3 separate regions of the Capra hircus genome follow, and regions 2 and 3 are each linked to region 1. Evidence: chromatin contacts called from public Hi-C data. All regions are on one chromosome and are shown on one strand. Each heading gives the region's core, a stretch centred on a gene start, on an enhancer-like site or on the middle of the called end of the contact. The rest is flanking DNA. Distances are from core to core; before and after follow the strand shown. Region 1 overlaps SSH3 (protein phosphatase Slingshot homolog 3). Region 2 overlaps KDM2A (lysine-specific demethylase 2A). Region 3 holds the start of GRK2 (beta-adrenergic receptor kinase 1).

Evidence for each region. Hi-C and Micro-C count contacts between places; a contact is called where the count stands out from the background.
Region 2: a contact with region 1 is called in a Hi-C map of blood, with 2.8 times the contacts expected there. The contact joins two enhancer-like sites. A contact is called at or near these places in 2 of 5 Hi-C or Micro-C datasets (both in blood).
Region 3: a contact with region 1 is called in a Hi-C map of blood, with 2.6 times the contacts expected there. The contact joins the promoter of GRK2 here to the enhancer-like site in region 1. A contact is called at or near these places in 2 of 5 Hi-C or Micro-C datasets (both in blood).

Annotation. Positions count from the first base shown.
Region 1 is chr29:45,612,166-45,616,998 of ARS1.2, forward strand. It overlaps SSH3 (protein phosphatase Slingshot homolog 3), which reads left to right. Exons shown (of 14, transcript XM_018042874.1): 11 at 143-289; 12 at 504-704; 13 at 795-1,086; 14 at 2,181-3,132. The coding sequence ends at 2,453. Among named protein-coding and RNA genes, the nearest start is that of SSH3, 7.2 kb to the left of the region's middle. Within about 2 kb of position 2,871, at least 2 of the 5 cell types and tissues checked have an H3K27ac peak or open chromatin away from gene starts, as enhancers often do.
Region 2 is chr29:45,552,766-45,557,598 of ARS1.2, forward strand. It overlaps KDM2A (lysine-specific demethylase 2A), which reads left to right. Exons shown (of 21, transcript XM_013975985.2): 16 at 377-466; 17 at 2,631-3,343. Among named protein-coding and RNA genes, the nearest start is that of TRNAE-UUC, 17 kb to the left of the region's middle. Within about 2 kb of position 2,741, at least 1 of the 5 cell types and tissues checked has an H3K27ac peak or open chromatin away from gene starts, as enhancers often do.
Region 3 is chr29:45,570,635-45,575,467 of ARS1.2, forward strand. It overlaps GRK2 (beta-adrenergic receptor kinase 1), which reads left to right and starts at 2,309. Exons shown (of 21, transcript XM_018042871.1): 1 at 2,309-2,672. The coding sequence starts at 2,560.

The sequences.
Region 1 (4,833 bases), core at 1,621-4,120:
GATATGCTCAAGGTCACAGTCACCTCCTCTTCCCACTGCAACTGTACCACCCCCAGCCCCGACCCTGACCCTCAGCACCGAGAACACTAAGCGCCCAGGGCGCGCTGGCTCCAGGTCAGCCTGGCTCGTGCCTGGGCTGCAGGGTGAGCCACATCTTGAACATGGCCCGTGAGATCGACAACTTCTACCCCGAGCGCTTTACCTACCACAACGTGCGCCTCTGGGATGAGGAGTCGGCTCAGCTGCTGCCCCACTGGAAGGAGACCCACCGCTTCGTGGAGGCTGCCAGGTGGGGCCATGCCACCCCGCCGCCCGCCCCACCTCAGCCGCCTGCCCTCTGCGGCCTGTGCCCGCTGCCAGCCGCCCTGCCCTCCGCTTTGCTGGCCCTCAGGGCCCTCACCTCCTTCCCCTCTGCTCTGGGAGGCTAGCCTGCGAGCTGCCCCGCCCCCACACGGCACAGCGAAGGGTGGGGAAGGGGAAGCTGACCGTGTGTGGCTCCACAGGGCGCAGGGCACCCGTGTGCTCGTCCACTGCAAGATGGGCGTCAGCCGCTCAGCTGCCACAGTGATCGCCTACGCCATGAAGCAGTACGGCTGGAGCCTGGAGCAGGCTCTGCGCCACGTGCAGGAGCTCCGGCCCATCGCCCGCCCCAACCCTGGCTTCCTGCGCCAGCTGCAGACCTACCAGGGCATCCTGACTGCTAGGTATGCGGTGGGGGGACAGGGAAGGGGGCGTGCGGTGGCCACTGGGGGTGGCCGCTGTGTCAGGAAGCTGACTCAGGGCCCCCCTTACAGCCGGCAGAGCCACATCTGGGAGCAGAAAGCGGGTGGGGCCTCCCCAGAGGAGCCCCTGGCCCCCGAGGAGCCCCTGGCCCCCGAGGTGTCTACACCATTCCCACCTCTTCAGCCACAACCGGGGGGCAGTGGGGAGCTGAGTGTCGTGGGGTCAGAGGACAGCCAGGCAGCCCCAAGAGAAGCGCCTGGGTCACGGCCCCGTATCAACCTCCGTGGGGTCATGAGGTCCATTAGCCTCCTGGAGCCACCCTCCGAGCTGGACAGCCCCTCCGGTGATGCTGACCTGCCAGAGGTGAGGCTGTGGCCATGGGAGGAGGCAGGGTGGGGGCCCGAGAGGAGCCAGGCTGAGGCAGGGTGGGGGCCCGAGAGGAGGAGGGGGCAGATGGCGGGAAGACAAGAGAGTCCAGGACTGAGGCTTGGCTTGGCCCTGACCAGGGGGCTCCTGAGCATGCGGGCCATGCCCTGGTCTGCTCCTTTTCATCTGCTCAGAGCAGTGGAGGAGACACAGGCAGGACAGGTGACCCCGTTCTCCACGGGAGCGGGAGCACAGCCTTGGGACAGGGCCATCTGGCCGGCTCCATGGCTGAACAGCCCTAGGCTGGTGGCTGCAGGCAGCTCTCAGCCTGAAGAAGGGACTTGCTTCCTGAGGCTCAAGGCTGCCCAGACTTGGGGGAGCATCCTCCCCAGGCCAGGAGCTGCGCAACCAACTGCTGAACCCAGATGGGTATGGACGACCTCAGCACCCATTCCCAAAGCAGAGGGGCAACCCATCGAAGGGTGGGCATACAGAGTGGTCACAGCAGTCACACAACCAAAGTTGTGGCTGGATAGCTGAGCGCTCTCCCTCTGCTGAGAGCTGCAGGGCACAAGTCTAAGACCAGAAGCTGGCCCCTGCCTTGCGAAGTCACCCCCTCCCCCTGCCACATGACTTGCGGCCAAGGTGGCTAACCCAGAGGAAAGAAAGAAAGACGGCTCGTCTCACAGAGGATGGGGACATTTGGGAGAGGCTTCCTGGAGGCGGTGGCGCTGGGTGTGGAAGGCTGGGGGGATAGATGGTTGATGGGGGGTGTCAGCGTTTCTAAAGGCAGGGTGTCCTCACCCAGCACCCAGCTCAGGGCCTGGCATGGAAGATGTGTCCCTTGTGGCATACGGGACGGACTGTACAAAGCAGTGGGGGCAAGAGGAGGAGAGGCGGGCTAAAAAGGGCTTCTGGGGGCCACATAGGGGCAGGTGAGGAGCAGGGGCAGGAGGCCTGGGGTGCCTAGGGAAATCGGACCTGTGAGTAGCTCAGTGTTTCTGAATTCACTCAACAGACATTCTGCATCTACCCTTTTCACAGCCCTGCCCTGGAAAGACCTCCCTGACTCTATAGTCTCACTCTTCCAGGTTTTCTCTTCAAAAGAATCTTCAGATGAGGACCCTCCCCAGCCCTTCCCTCAGCCCTCAAGCACCAAGGGAGGCCGGCAGGTCCGCAGGGGGCCTTGGCCTGCCCTGAAGTCCCGCCAGTCTGTGGTGGCCCTCAACAGCGCCGCCCTGGTGGCCAGCCGGACCCGGGCCTTCCAGGAGCAGGGGGAGGCCGGCTGTGTGTCCACACCCAGGCACCAGAAGATTGTGAGGCAGGCCAGCGTGGACAGCAGTGGGGAGGAGGGCGAGGCGTGAGCCCCAAAGCGTGCCCCTGCCCCCTTAGACACAAGCAGAGGCGCCTCCTGGGGCGAGCACCCCTCAGTCCTGTCAATCTGCTCACAGTCCTCTTAGGAGGAGGCCGCAGGCTCCTGTCACTACAGCCTCAGCGCCTACAGCCTTAAGTCTCCGACCCATGTCCACCTCTCCAAGGGCTCAAGATTTTCTCCATATTTGGGGATATGGTAGAGACTGAAGGTGCCTTTGCGGGCAACAGTACCCTAGCTTCATTCGCAACTGCTGCCTGAAACACACACTTGAAGCCACAGATGTAAAAAACAGAGTTTCCCAGTGCAGAAAGGCTCAGGCTCCCTCCCTCTCACACTCCCATCTGCCTCATCCCCCCAGCCCCGCCATTTCATTCCTGAGGCCCTCCAGAGAACCAGTGGGCCCCCCTGCCCCAAAGGCCGGGAGTAGACTCAGTCCTCGGTGCCCAGACCCCCCCCCGATGGGGCTGGCAGTCGGCCGGCCTCACACGCCCTGTAAGCAGCCTGAGCCTGCTTCGGCCCCGGCGCCTCACCAGCACTGCACTGGAGCCCCGGGCACCAGGCCAGAGAGAGTCTTCTCTGTGCTTCACAGCCTCTGGCCCGTTTTTCATAGTCTTAATAGTGTCTCGCTTTGTACTCAGAAATAAAAAACATTTTCATACCATTTTCAATTTGATGATAAAGCCTGTCAGTCCACTCTTTCTCTGGTTACACGAAGAGTCTGGCCTCGCATTACCCCTTCCAGTCTCCTCACAGTTCCCAGGTATCTCGTGACAGGCCCATGTGGGCAGTGGTGTGTTTGGGGTGGGGTGGGTGGGAGGAAGAATGGGGAAGAGAAGAGAGGAGGCCGGAGCTATCTCCCTCATCTCCCAGGGCAGGGCCTGGGTAAATGCTGGCTCCACACACCCCCTCAGGCAGGTCAGCAGGGGAACAAGTCTACACTGGGCAGGAGATGCTGACGCTGTTGGGGCAGCGGAAGGGAGTTACCTATGAGGAAATGGAAGCTGCCAGTGCCTACCTGGACAGGACCAAGCCTGTCCCAGAAACTAAGGTTCCTTTTGGACACTTGCTGCTAGTTCCTGAGCACACTTTGGGTCCCAAGAATCTTCCTGCTACAATGCAAGAGAGCCTCATTTTCCAAGCCAGCCCACCACTGCCAGGGAAGGAGCCGCGATGGCCCTTTCCTCTGCCAAGGGGTTCTTTCTGTTCAGTGGCAGTGTTCAAGAAAGAGTAGGCAGGCCCACCGCTGGCACTCCTCTCCCGGCTTCCCAAGATGATGCAACACGGTGCCCTATAACTCTAGTCTGGTTGGGGGCGGGGAGTGGGCGGGTGCAACTCCTTCCCTCACAGCAGACCTCACAGATGGGAGCTGGTGGCAAATGTTCTCGTTAATGGAGACTCCATGCTCAGTTCTAGGAGTGACTCTCTCACCCAGACCCTGGTTGGACCCCCAGCACTGCTGTAACCCTGGTGGACAGAGACTTGGGTTCTAGCCCTAGCTTTATCACTTGCATGTTACTTCACCTTAAGTCTCTGTTTCTTTCTGTAAAACAAAAGGATTAAACCAGGAAATCCCTAGGTCTCCCCTTCCTGCTTTGATATTTTAACAATACATGTCACCCGTACATTGACAGAATTCAGCCTCAACGTGCCCTCTAGAAGAGGAATCATTTTTCTGTGGGTAGCAGGTTCAGGATCACAAAGTGAGGTTCAGAAAAGCTAGATCTGACTCTTGAGCCACTAGGCTGATCCACCCTACTGAGCTGAGCCAAGAGAGGGTGGCCTGCCATCTACAGGCAACCATGGTTCCCACCCAGGCTTCCCTTTCAGCAGTCTAAGGCCTAGGCTGGGGGGAAGTGGGGGTGACAACTCCCTGCCCTCCTGAAGTCTGCAGCTGGGAAGGCAAGATCCAATCAGGAACTCAGAGCTGCGGGGCCCACCATAATCTACAGAGGACTCTGAGAAGTAAGAATTCACCACGTGGAGAAACAAAAATTGGAAGGGCAATTATCTGCATCAAAAATGCAGATAAATGATTAAGAACTGTATGTATACTGGGAGCTTCCTGGTGGCCAAGTGGTTAGGATTCCAGGCTTTCATTGCTGGGGCCTGGGTTCAATCCCTGGTTGGGGAGCTGAGATGCCTCAAGCCAGGTGGCACCCCCACCACCTGCGCCAAAAAAAAAGCACTATATGTATAGATAAAGATCACACAAATTGCTAAAGGGGCAAAAAATACAGTATCTTAAAAAAAAGATATAAAATGAAAATAGTGTCTCCATCTGATCTTGCCCTCCAATCCTTCACAGGCAACCACTGTTACCAGCTTGAATCCCTCCAAAAACATTCCATGCCTAAGTCATCAAATATATT
Region 2 (4,833 bases), core at 1,491-3,990, 60 kb before region 1:
CTCATGATCACACTGGCACCATTCCTGTATGTTCAGCTCCTTGTAGAGTGGCATGGGACCCTCAGGAGAATGTATGGGTCAGGGGAAGAGACTCCAGATTGTCTCAGACTCTTGGGAATCTTCTCTTGGAGTCTAAATTTGATCAGAGTGAGGGTGGCCAGTATCCCACTGGCTTAGAGTGAGGCCAAATGGCTCTTGATTTTGTTTTTTGTTTTGTTTTTTTTTCCTCCCCTATAGACCGGTGTGTTTAGGAGTGAGTAACTCTTACCAACCATATGTCTGTGTTACTGTTTGATAAACGAAACTTAAGACACAGATTGGGTTTTGTCTGTTTTTTAAATGAGACAGATTTTTAATAACCACTCTCTGCCTGTAGATGGATGGAGAGGGGTTGCTTAACGAGGAATTGCCAAATTGCTGGGAGTGTCCAAAGTGCTACCAAGAGGACAGCTCAGAAAAAGCCCAGGTAAGGGAACATTTCCAGTCTCGCACTGTGAGAGGAAAGCAAGTGTCAAGTTTGGAAATAACGTTTGCCTTTGCATGTTTTTTCTGACCCAGGAGATTATTTTTTGTTTCGTTTGTTATCTTTTTTCCCCTTTGTTTAGCTATTTTTCTTTTGAGTTGTGAATTTTCTTTTTTTGCATTATTGAGTATTGTTCCCCGGGACTCTGCAAATTCCCAGTGTTCTTTTACACCCCGGGGCCCTTGGAAAAGAGGAGCCACAGCCGAGCTGTTTGAGGAGGGAAATGAGGTGATCGTGGTCTGTGAGGAATGAAACTTGAGGGGAGGCAGCAACCTGAGTCAGCTGGTACATGGTCGTGTACTAGAGTTTCCAGTTGTGCCGGTTCACATTTTTGTTTGCTTCACCTTTGTGGCAAAAAGCCCTACCCTTGTGCCCAGTTGTGTCCTACAGAGGCAGTCCCTTTTCCGGAGGAAACCAGTGCTGTGACCTTGGCCCCAAGCTACTATGGTTGCTGGTCAGTGGCCGCCAGTAATGTCAGAGGGCCAGAAGGACTGGTCTCTCAGGCCAGGAAGACATGATCTGCTGAGGGCATGCACAGAGGCAGCCATTGGCCTCAGGCCAGTCATCACGCCCTGGCAGTCTCCTCCAGGTACCCTGTACAGGACAGTAGGGACACGTTTCCTTGTTTCTTTTTTTTTTTTTCCTATTTCTTCCCACTCAGGCACTGAGGTCATTGAACTTCTCAATCTAAATAGGTCTGATGAGAAGGATTTCTGGAGTTGACGAGTGCTAGAGTTCTCATTGGAGAAGGCAGTGGCAACCATGGATAGAGGAGCCTGGTGGGCTGCAGTCCATGGTGTTGCTAAGAGTCGGACACGACTGAGCCACTTCACTTTCACTTTTCACTTTCCTGCATTGGAGAAGGAAATGGCAACCCACTCCAGTGTTCTTGCCTGGAGAATCCCAGGGACGGGGGAGCCTGGTGGGCTGCCATCTGTGGGGTCGCACAGAGTCTGACACGACTGAAGCGACTTAGCAGCAGCAGAGTTCTCATTTCAAGTTCTTCTAACAAGCAGCAGGTTCGTCTGGTAGTAACTTTTACTTTTGTCTTCTTCACTGGTGGTGGTGGTGGTGAATGCTTGCTGTAGCAGACAGGTTGGCAGATACTGTATTTAGTGTTACCTTCTAATGCCTTATAAAAGCCAGCACCCAAAAATTGGTCATTCTCTTTCAGCCACAGTGATCTAAGAATATAAGGAGAAAAGGGAGCAGAATAGTTGCAGAGGGACATAGAACGTCTCCTTAAGGGAGTCTGAACTGCTGCTTTGATACCTAGTGGAACATGGTGGTCAGGCTTCATTGCGTCATAGCCAAGGTGGGCTCCAGGAAGGGACAGGAGACCAGAGAGCACAGGTGGCAGAGGGTGAGCTTGTGCTTTTATTGTGGGATATTGGCTTCACCAAACTCGAATTCCTCATTTTCATCCTGAGGAGATTCCTCCCGGAACAGTGCGGTTTCTCATTCTAGGCTTAATCTCTCACTTGTGGTTGGTCTCCTGGGACAGTGTGGGGTGCTGAGTAGAAGCAGCCTGGCAGGGTCGCACTCAGACCCTGTCTAGGGCTAAAAGTCAGTAGGTTTACTGCTATCAGAATCTGCATCCTAGTTCAAACGTGTATATTTAGGCTGTTTTTCTTCCAGCAGAAGCATCTCTTGGGTGAAGAGCTGAATTAGAGGCAGAATTTAAAATGGTCAGATTGCGTAGGGGTAGGAGTTGCAGCCTTAAAGGATTTCTTTACCCAGAGGATTATATTATAACCAAAAAATTGGGACAGGAGATGAGTAAAGTAGGCGTTGGAATCATGTAGCTCAAATGTGGATCCCATTCCCACTTGGACACAGACCTTTCTGTCACAGGTAGATTTCACAAGCAACCCATTTTGAGGGTTTTGCTCTATAATCAGCTGCCTTGAGCACAGATGTGAGCTCAGTTACAGTCTGGTTTGCAGGCAGTGAGGAGATGACCATCCTGCAGCACACAGAGGTCCCTCCCCCATAGAAAAGCAGCGGCCTGCCCTCCACTAGTCCCCAAGAGCAACAGAGAGGCTGATCCTGTATGTGCAGAGGGTCTTGAAGAAAGGAGGCACTGACATGACCGCCTGTTTTGCAGAAGCGGAAAATGGAAGAGAGTGACGAAGAAGCCGTGCAAGCCAAAGTCCTCCGGCCCCTGCGGAGCTGCGACGAGCCCCTCACGCCCCCACCTCACTCGCCCACCTCCATGCTGCAGCTCATCCACGACCCGGCCTCCCCCCGGGGCGTGGTGACTCGGTCCTCCCCTGGGGCCGGCCCCAGCGACCACCACAGTGCCAGCCGCGATGAGCGCTTCAAACGGCGGCAGTTGCTGCGGCTGCAGGCCACAGAGCGCACCATGGTACGGGAAAAGGAGAACAACCCCAGCGGCAAAAAGGAGCTGTCTGAAGTTGAGAAAGCCAAGATCCGGGGATCGTACCTCACTGTCACGCTGCAGAGGCCCACCAAAGAGCTCCACGGGACATCCATTGTGCCCAAGCTGCAGGCCATCACGGCCTCCTCTGCCAACCTTCGCCATTCCCCCCGTGTGCTGGTCCAGCACTGCCCAGCCCGAACCCCCCAGCGCGGGGATGAGGAGGGGCTGGGGGGAGAGGAGGAGGACGAGGAGGAGGAGGAGGAGGAAGATGACAGTGCAGAGGAGGGGGGTGCGGCCAGGCTGAATGGCCGGGGAAGTTGGGCTCAGGATGGAGACGAAAGCTGGATGCAGCGGGAGGTCTGGATGTCTGTCTTCCGCTACCTCAGCCGCAGAGAACTTTGTGAATGTATGCGAGTGTGCAAGACGTGGTATAAATGGTGAGCAGGGCTACAGGGATCAGGCACAGGGGTATGGGCGTAGGTGGCAGCTTTCCATGTGAGAACAGCATGTGTCTTGGCTCCTGGAGGCTGGTTGGGCCCTAAGGGATTGAATCTACCCAGTCTGTTTCCCGGACACGGGTCCTCTAGAAGATGTGGCCGGTTGTACCTGCAGGTGTCATCAGGGAAATCTGGCCCTTGGCCTCTTCTCCCTGCTCTGTACTTTCCTGTCTTTCCTTACTGGACTTTGAATGGATTTGTACCTTGGGGCTTGGGGGTGGGTTTGTACAGTGTGTCCTAAAACTTCGGAGTCATAATCCTTCTGCCCCCAGTTGGTTGAACGCATCATACATTTGTTACGCCAGTCACTCCTGGGGCTGGGGACACAGACGACTGCTCTTACACCCCCGCCCCGTTACGTGTCCGTCTCCCGAGAAAGGTATATGTGCTTTTCAGAAACTTTGCAGGTGCTCACAGGCTCACAGTTTTCCACAGTTCTAAATCTCATACTCTAAACCTAGACCAGAATGCCTTTCTCCAGCAAGCAAGGTTCAGTTTTGAAGCTTCCTGAGACTTAGTTGGCTTTCTTAGTGAAACCTGTTATTTCTTTTCAAGTTAAACAGTAAGACATAAGGGAGCATCCCTAGAGGTGATGAATGAAGATTTCCACTGGACATTGTTTTTCCTTAACTTCCTAAACCCTAGGATAAATCCTTTATATCTGGGTCAAATCCTGTTGCGGTAGTTTTCAAAGTGTGATGCCCAAACTAGTGTCATACCTGGGACCTTGTTAGAAACACCGGTTTTCAGGGCATATCTCAGACCTGCTGATCAGGACCTTGAGGGTGGGGCTGGGCAATCTGTTTTTAATAAATTCTCCACCAGAGGATTCTGATACACATTAAAAATTTGAAATCTAGTGCTCTTGTTTTTGCCATACAAGTTTTATGTGCCCTGGGTGAAGTTTTTTAGTCTCTAAGTGAAGACTCCATTGTTTGCAACCATAAGTTTACTTCCCAAATCTGAAGTGACATGTGATCCACCCAGATTCTCCTAATAATTTGTCTTTGTAGGGCTTAGTGATGGCTCTGTCCCTCAGTTTCTAGGCCGAGCCACGTAAAACTCCCATTATGTGCCATCTTCTCTTGCCCTGCCAGCCAGACACTGAGCCAGGCTGGGGAGCAGAGACTAAAATATTAAAGAGAAGCCACGTGTTGCAGTGCTCTTTGTGGCCTGTGGATTTGTCGCGGAAGGGCAGGCCTCTCCCTTTCTGTTCTGATGTAGACTGGCTAGAGAAAGTAAAGATAGCGCTGAGGCAGAAACCTAAGGGTGGTGGAGTACTCTCCAGACCTGATTTTAATAAAGAGCCTCTTGTGACCGGATCATGAAATGGGCTCTTTCTGGAGTTCAAGGCACAATGAGCTGGATGTGCCAGGTAGCACCACGCTGTGTCTCAAGCGGCTGGGAGAGACTTTGAGGAGAGTAGAGGG
Region 3 (4,833 bases), core at 1,059-3,558, 42 kb before region 1:
TCAGTGAGAGGAGGTGTGAACGTCAGGAGGCATTTTCCAGTGGATGCAAACATTGAATAAAGCTTCATGGACTGATTCATTGGACCTGAGTGTTGAGCAAGCTCCGAGAGACGTTGAAGGACAGGGAAGCCTTGCGTGCTGCAGTCCATGGGGTCACAAAGAGTTGGACATGACTGAGCAACTGAACAACAATATACACACACATCCCACCCCTCCCCGTCAAAAACTTGAAATGACGTGCTTCTTGCAATTGATGATGTTTTCAAATCAAGGAAGCAGGTACTAAGTGCAGAAGTGGAGATGTACACAATTGGGAGCAAGGGGATTGGGGAGGATGGTCTGGAGTAGGTGGGTCTTAAAGGGTGAGCGGAGTTAGCCAGGGAAGAGGAGATGCAGAGGGCTTCGAGACAGAGGGAAGGACAAAGGCACAGGGGTAAAAGCTGATGGATCGGCTGATGGTGGGGTCTACCTCGGGCTTAGGGGATGATGGCAACCCCGGCCTGAGAGGGGAGCAGGACTCAGTCATCCAAGACTTTGACTTGCAGGTTAAGGAACTTGCTCACATGATTTGCTTTCGGCAGAGTGGGGTGGGGGCCTGGAGCCCGCTCTCTGAATTCCCCACTCCCAGCATCCCCAGAAGCCCTGCTTCTCAGTGCTAAGTAGACAGTAAATCTATCAGATCAAGATTTGAAGGAGGCACCTCTGGTCAGGGCCTGTATTAGGGCAGGAGCCCTGGGGATCCTCAGAAGCAGACAGGTTTAAGAAAATTCTCAGGAGGCCAGATGAGAGGGGATGGTGATAGATTAGGGCATGGGGAGACAGAGGAGCCGAGGGTGATGTCTGGAGTTCTGGCTTGAGTGTCTGGGTGGATGGTGGTGTCACCCACTGAGAAGGGGAGCTCACCATCCTGACTGATGCCCTCTGGTTCCAGGCTCTGCCAAGGCTGATCTCAAAAGATAGCCTGAGAAGTGCCTATGACAAAGGTGGTGGAGAATCCTAGGCTTTGCAAAAAGGTCCTGGTTACTGATCCACAAACTGGCACGAGGCTTTGGCTCCATGGGCCCAGGCCTGGGAGGGAATCTTGTCACCTTGGAAAACACAGAGATGCTCTTAAGAGCAGCACACTGAGATAAGGGTGCTGCTTTGTGATACATGGATCCCCTCCACCTCCACCATGCAATCTCATCAGAGTAAATTTCCCTTGCCAGGCAGTCCAGTGACCCCCATGACCAGCTCCCCTCCCCTCAAGGCTGAGAGAAGTTGGATCCCGCTTTGTGGAATCATGATTCTGAGCTAGGGAGGGGGTTTTTGGTGCACAGTCCTCAGTCCTGAGTGGGAGTCCTGGACTGGGTCTGGAGCAGGAGTGAGGATTGGGACTGGGGTAAGTCTGGAGTCTGATGCCAGTCATCAGGTCCCAGGTCCATGACAACCCATTAAGGGCTCTAGGTCCAGTTTGAGTCATGGTTGGATGTCTTGGTCCTAGGTCCATGTCCCAAATTTTTGGGTCCAGAACCCTGGTCTGGTCCAAGTCCAGGCCCAGGCTCTGCCCCCAAGTCCAGGGTTTGAAGTCATAATAGTGGCCTGAGTCAGGGAGTGGAATCAAGGTTGGGCTCAGCAACCAAGCTGGGATCAAGGTCATGGTCTGTGGTTGGGATCAGTGTTTGAGGTCCTGGCCCCAAATCTGGATCTGGGGACCTGTAGGGGGTCAAGGGTCAGCGTCAGGGTCTGGGTGTGAAGGGGGTTGGGTCCAGAACGGTGACCTAAGGTCATGGTCAGTCTGAGATGATGATCCAAGGTCTAGTTCTGGGGGTCCTGTTTGGAGTCTGGGGTCAGGAATGTGATCAGGTCTGGTGTCAGGTTTCTGACTGTGTCCAAGGTCAGGGATCAGGGGTTATAGCTAAAGTCTGAGATCCATGTCCCTGGGAACACATTCTGCAATGCCAGTCGGGGGTCCCGGCCGTGGTCTATGGTGGCCCCTGGGGTCACATTCTGCAATGCCAAGTCTGGGGTCTCGGCCGTGGTCTATCGTGGCGTCTGGGACCCGAATTGTTCCCCGAGTCGTGGTCAATGTCTGGGTCTAGGGTCTTCTGCAGGCGAGGGGCCCTGTCGTGTCCCAGGTCAGGGGCAGGTCATGGCCGGTGGGGGCCATGGGCGGAGAGTCGAGGCCGGGTGGCGGCGGGGGTCAGGCTCGGTCCAGCCCCGCTGCCTCCAGGGGGCGCCGCCGCCCGCCGCCCGGCCCCTCGCGGGCTCGCTGGCGCTGTGCGCGGCAGGCGGGGCCGGAGGCGGCGGCGGCGGCGGCTCCGGGGCGCGGGCGGCGGCGGGCGGCGGCGGCGGCGGCCCGACTGCAGTCCCGGCGGGAGCCGAGCGAGCCGGGGCCGGGCCCGAGCCGGCGCCATGGGGCGGCGCCGCCTGTGAGCCGCGCCGAGCGGAGCCGCGGGCGCCGAGCGGGGCCGGGCGGGCGGCGGCGCCCGAGGCCGACGGAGCGGCCGGGCCGGGCCGAGCGCGCCGAGCGGAGCGGAGCGGAGCCGAACGGCGGGAGAGGCCGCCGCCGCCGCCAAGATGGCGGACCTGGAGGCGGTGCTGGCCGACGTGAGCTACCTGATGGCCATGGAGAAGAGCAAGGCCACGCCGGCGGCGCGCGCCAGCAAGAAGATCCTGCTGCCCGAGCCCAGGTGAGGCAGGCGCCGCAGCCCCGCGCCCCGGCCGCCCGGGCACTGGCCCCGCGATCCCCTCAGCCCCGCTCAGCGCCGGCGTCCGGCAGCCCTGGCCGGTCCCCGGCGCCCCCGGCGCCCCCGGCCCTGTGCACCTGAACACCCGGGGCGCCCCAGCGCGGGGGCTTTCCGGCTGCGCGGGCTCCCCGACCCGCCCGGTGCCCCCGGGCCGGCTCTGCCTGCCTCCCTTTCGCTTCACACACTCCGCCTGGCCCCCTTCTCCGTCAGCCCTCTCGCTTGCGCCGTGCACCCCCTTCATCCTCCTCCGGATAGCCCAGGGTACCCCCTTCCCACCGCGGAGTCCCCCGCCTCTGCCTGCCCATCTCCCGGGGCCCGACTCCCAGCACCACCCCCTTTGGGGTTCCACCGGTCCCCACCCTGGCCCCCTCGGGTGGGCCCTTCTGTGAGGTTCGGGGCAGACCAGTCGTCCGGGGATCTTCCCCGGTCTTCCCGCGGGCTTGGGGTGGGAATTGAGAGTACTCTGGGGGCCGGGGGAGCGGTGGGGAGCAGGGTCTGGTGTGCACCCCATGGCTCTGTCCCTCTCCCCTGGAATTCCTCCTCTGGCGAGAGTCCTGCCTGTGGTACCCCAGGGGTGCTGCTTGCCAGGGGATGTCCCAGCGTGCCTGCAGCAGCTGGATCACAGCTGCCTCCTCTCTGTGAGATAACTGACCTGATACCCAAGTTTCACCTGCTCAGGGTTTAGGCGCAGGAGTGGACAGCATAGGAACGCTAGCTGAGGCTGTCCAGCATGTTATGGCTTCGAGAGTATTTTCCCATCCCTTGAGCCTCGCAACAACCCAGGGGGCCAGTCGGTCAGGTGTGGTTTTGTCTCCGTGGAACAGATAGGGAAGCTGAAGGCCCAGACATGAGTGGCCTGCCCAGTGTCACAGGTAAGCCAGGGTGATGCTGGGCCACCAGAATCAGGGCTTCTGGCTGTGGTTCCACGTTGGGTGCATCACTCTAGCCTGAGCCCGGGCCTGGCCATTCTGCCTGAAGAGCCACATGCCCCGCCAGCCAGGACCCTGGGCCCATCCTAGCCGTCCTGGTCTTATCATGTGACTTTGGGCAAGTCCCTTCCCATTTCTGGGCCTCAGTTTTCTCATCTGTGAAATGTGGACGGTGCGAAATAACGGCTGTGACTCTGTGGCATCCTGAGTGAAGCGGGGCCCAAACGGGCTTGGGGGGCGGTGGGTACCGTGCAGACGTCTCCAGTGCCTTTCTCCTGCCTGCTCACTGGGTTTCAGATTGACTGAGCACCAGGCCTGGGAGAGGAAAATTGGTCTGCGTTTTGCAAAGGCTGTTAGGGCCCTTTTTTTCTAAGACATTTGCAATCAGATTTCTCAAAACAGGAACCAGACTGACTGCCAGCCAGGGGCTGTCCGGGGAGCAGCGACAGTTAGAACAAAAATGAGTTCAGAAATGACAAAGCCACGAGGGAGGAAATGGGGGAGTCGGCCTCTGGGGTGCACAGCGGCTCTCCTTGGTGGCCACGGCCTCGAGACCCTCCAGCAGGTCGGACTTCAGCAAAGCGTGAGGCGGGGCTCTTTCTGGAACTCTCTGCGTTTGGGTAATCTCGCCCCAGAATGCATTGCTGGCGGTGGGGCCCCGCCTCGGCTTGGCTCTGCAGGTGTTAGAACCCTGAGAAACAAGATGTTCCTCTTTTTCTGTCCCCATTACACCCTTCATATCGACCGCGTTGAAAGGAGTAGTGGTGGAAATCATGATAATTTATTTATTTCTGACATCTGTCATCTCAGCTGATCCAAAAAACCAGCCCGCGAGGTTGGCAAGGCCATGTCTTACACGTAGTAGTTGCTCAAGAAATAGCAGGACCGCCTGGTGTCTGAAAGCAGGGGGGCTGTGAGGTTGAGGGGAGCAGCAAGAGGCTGAGAGCCAGGGGTCAGGGGTCCTCAGGTAGGCTCGCCACCTGGCAGTGCGACCTTGGGCGGATGGCCAGCACCTGAGAGGTGCACTCGGGACCCTCGCCGTGAGCTGAGGCTGGGCAGGGACTCGGAATCCACACCTTCCACCTCAGAGGGTACGCTGCCCTTTGCCTTATGCTCTGCACACCCCCTGGGGCTGATGCCTCTTGCCCTGAAGACTGTTACGAGTGTATCTTACA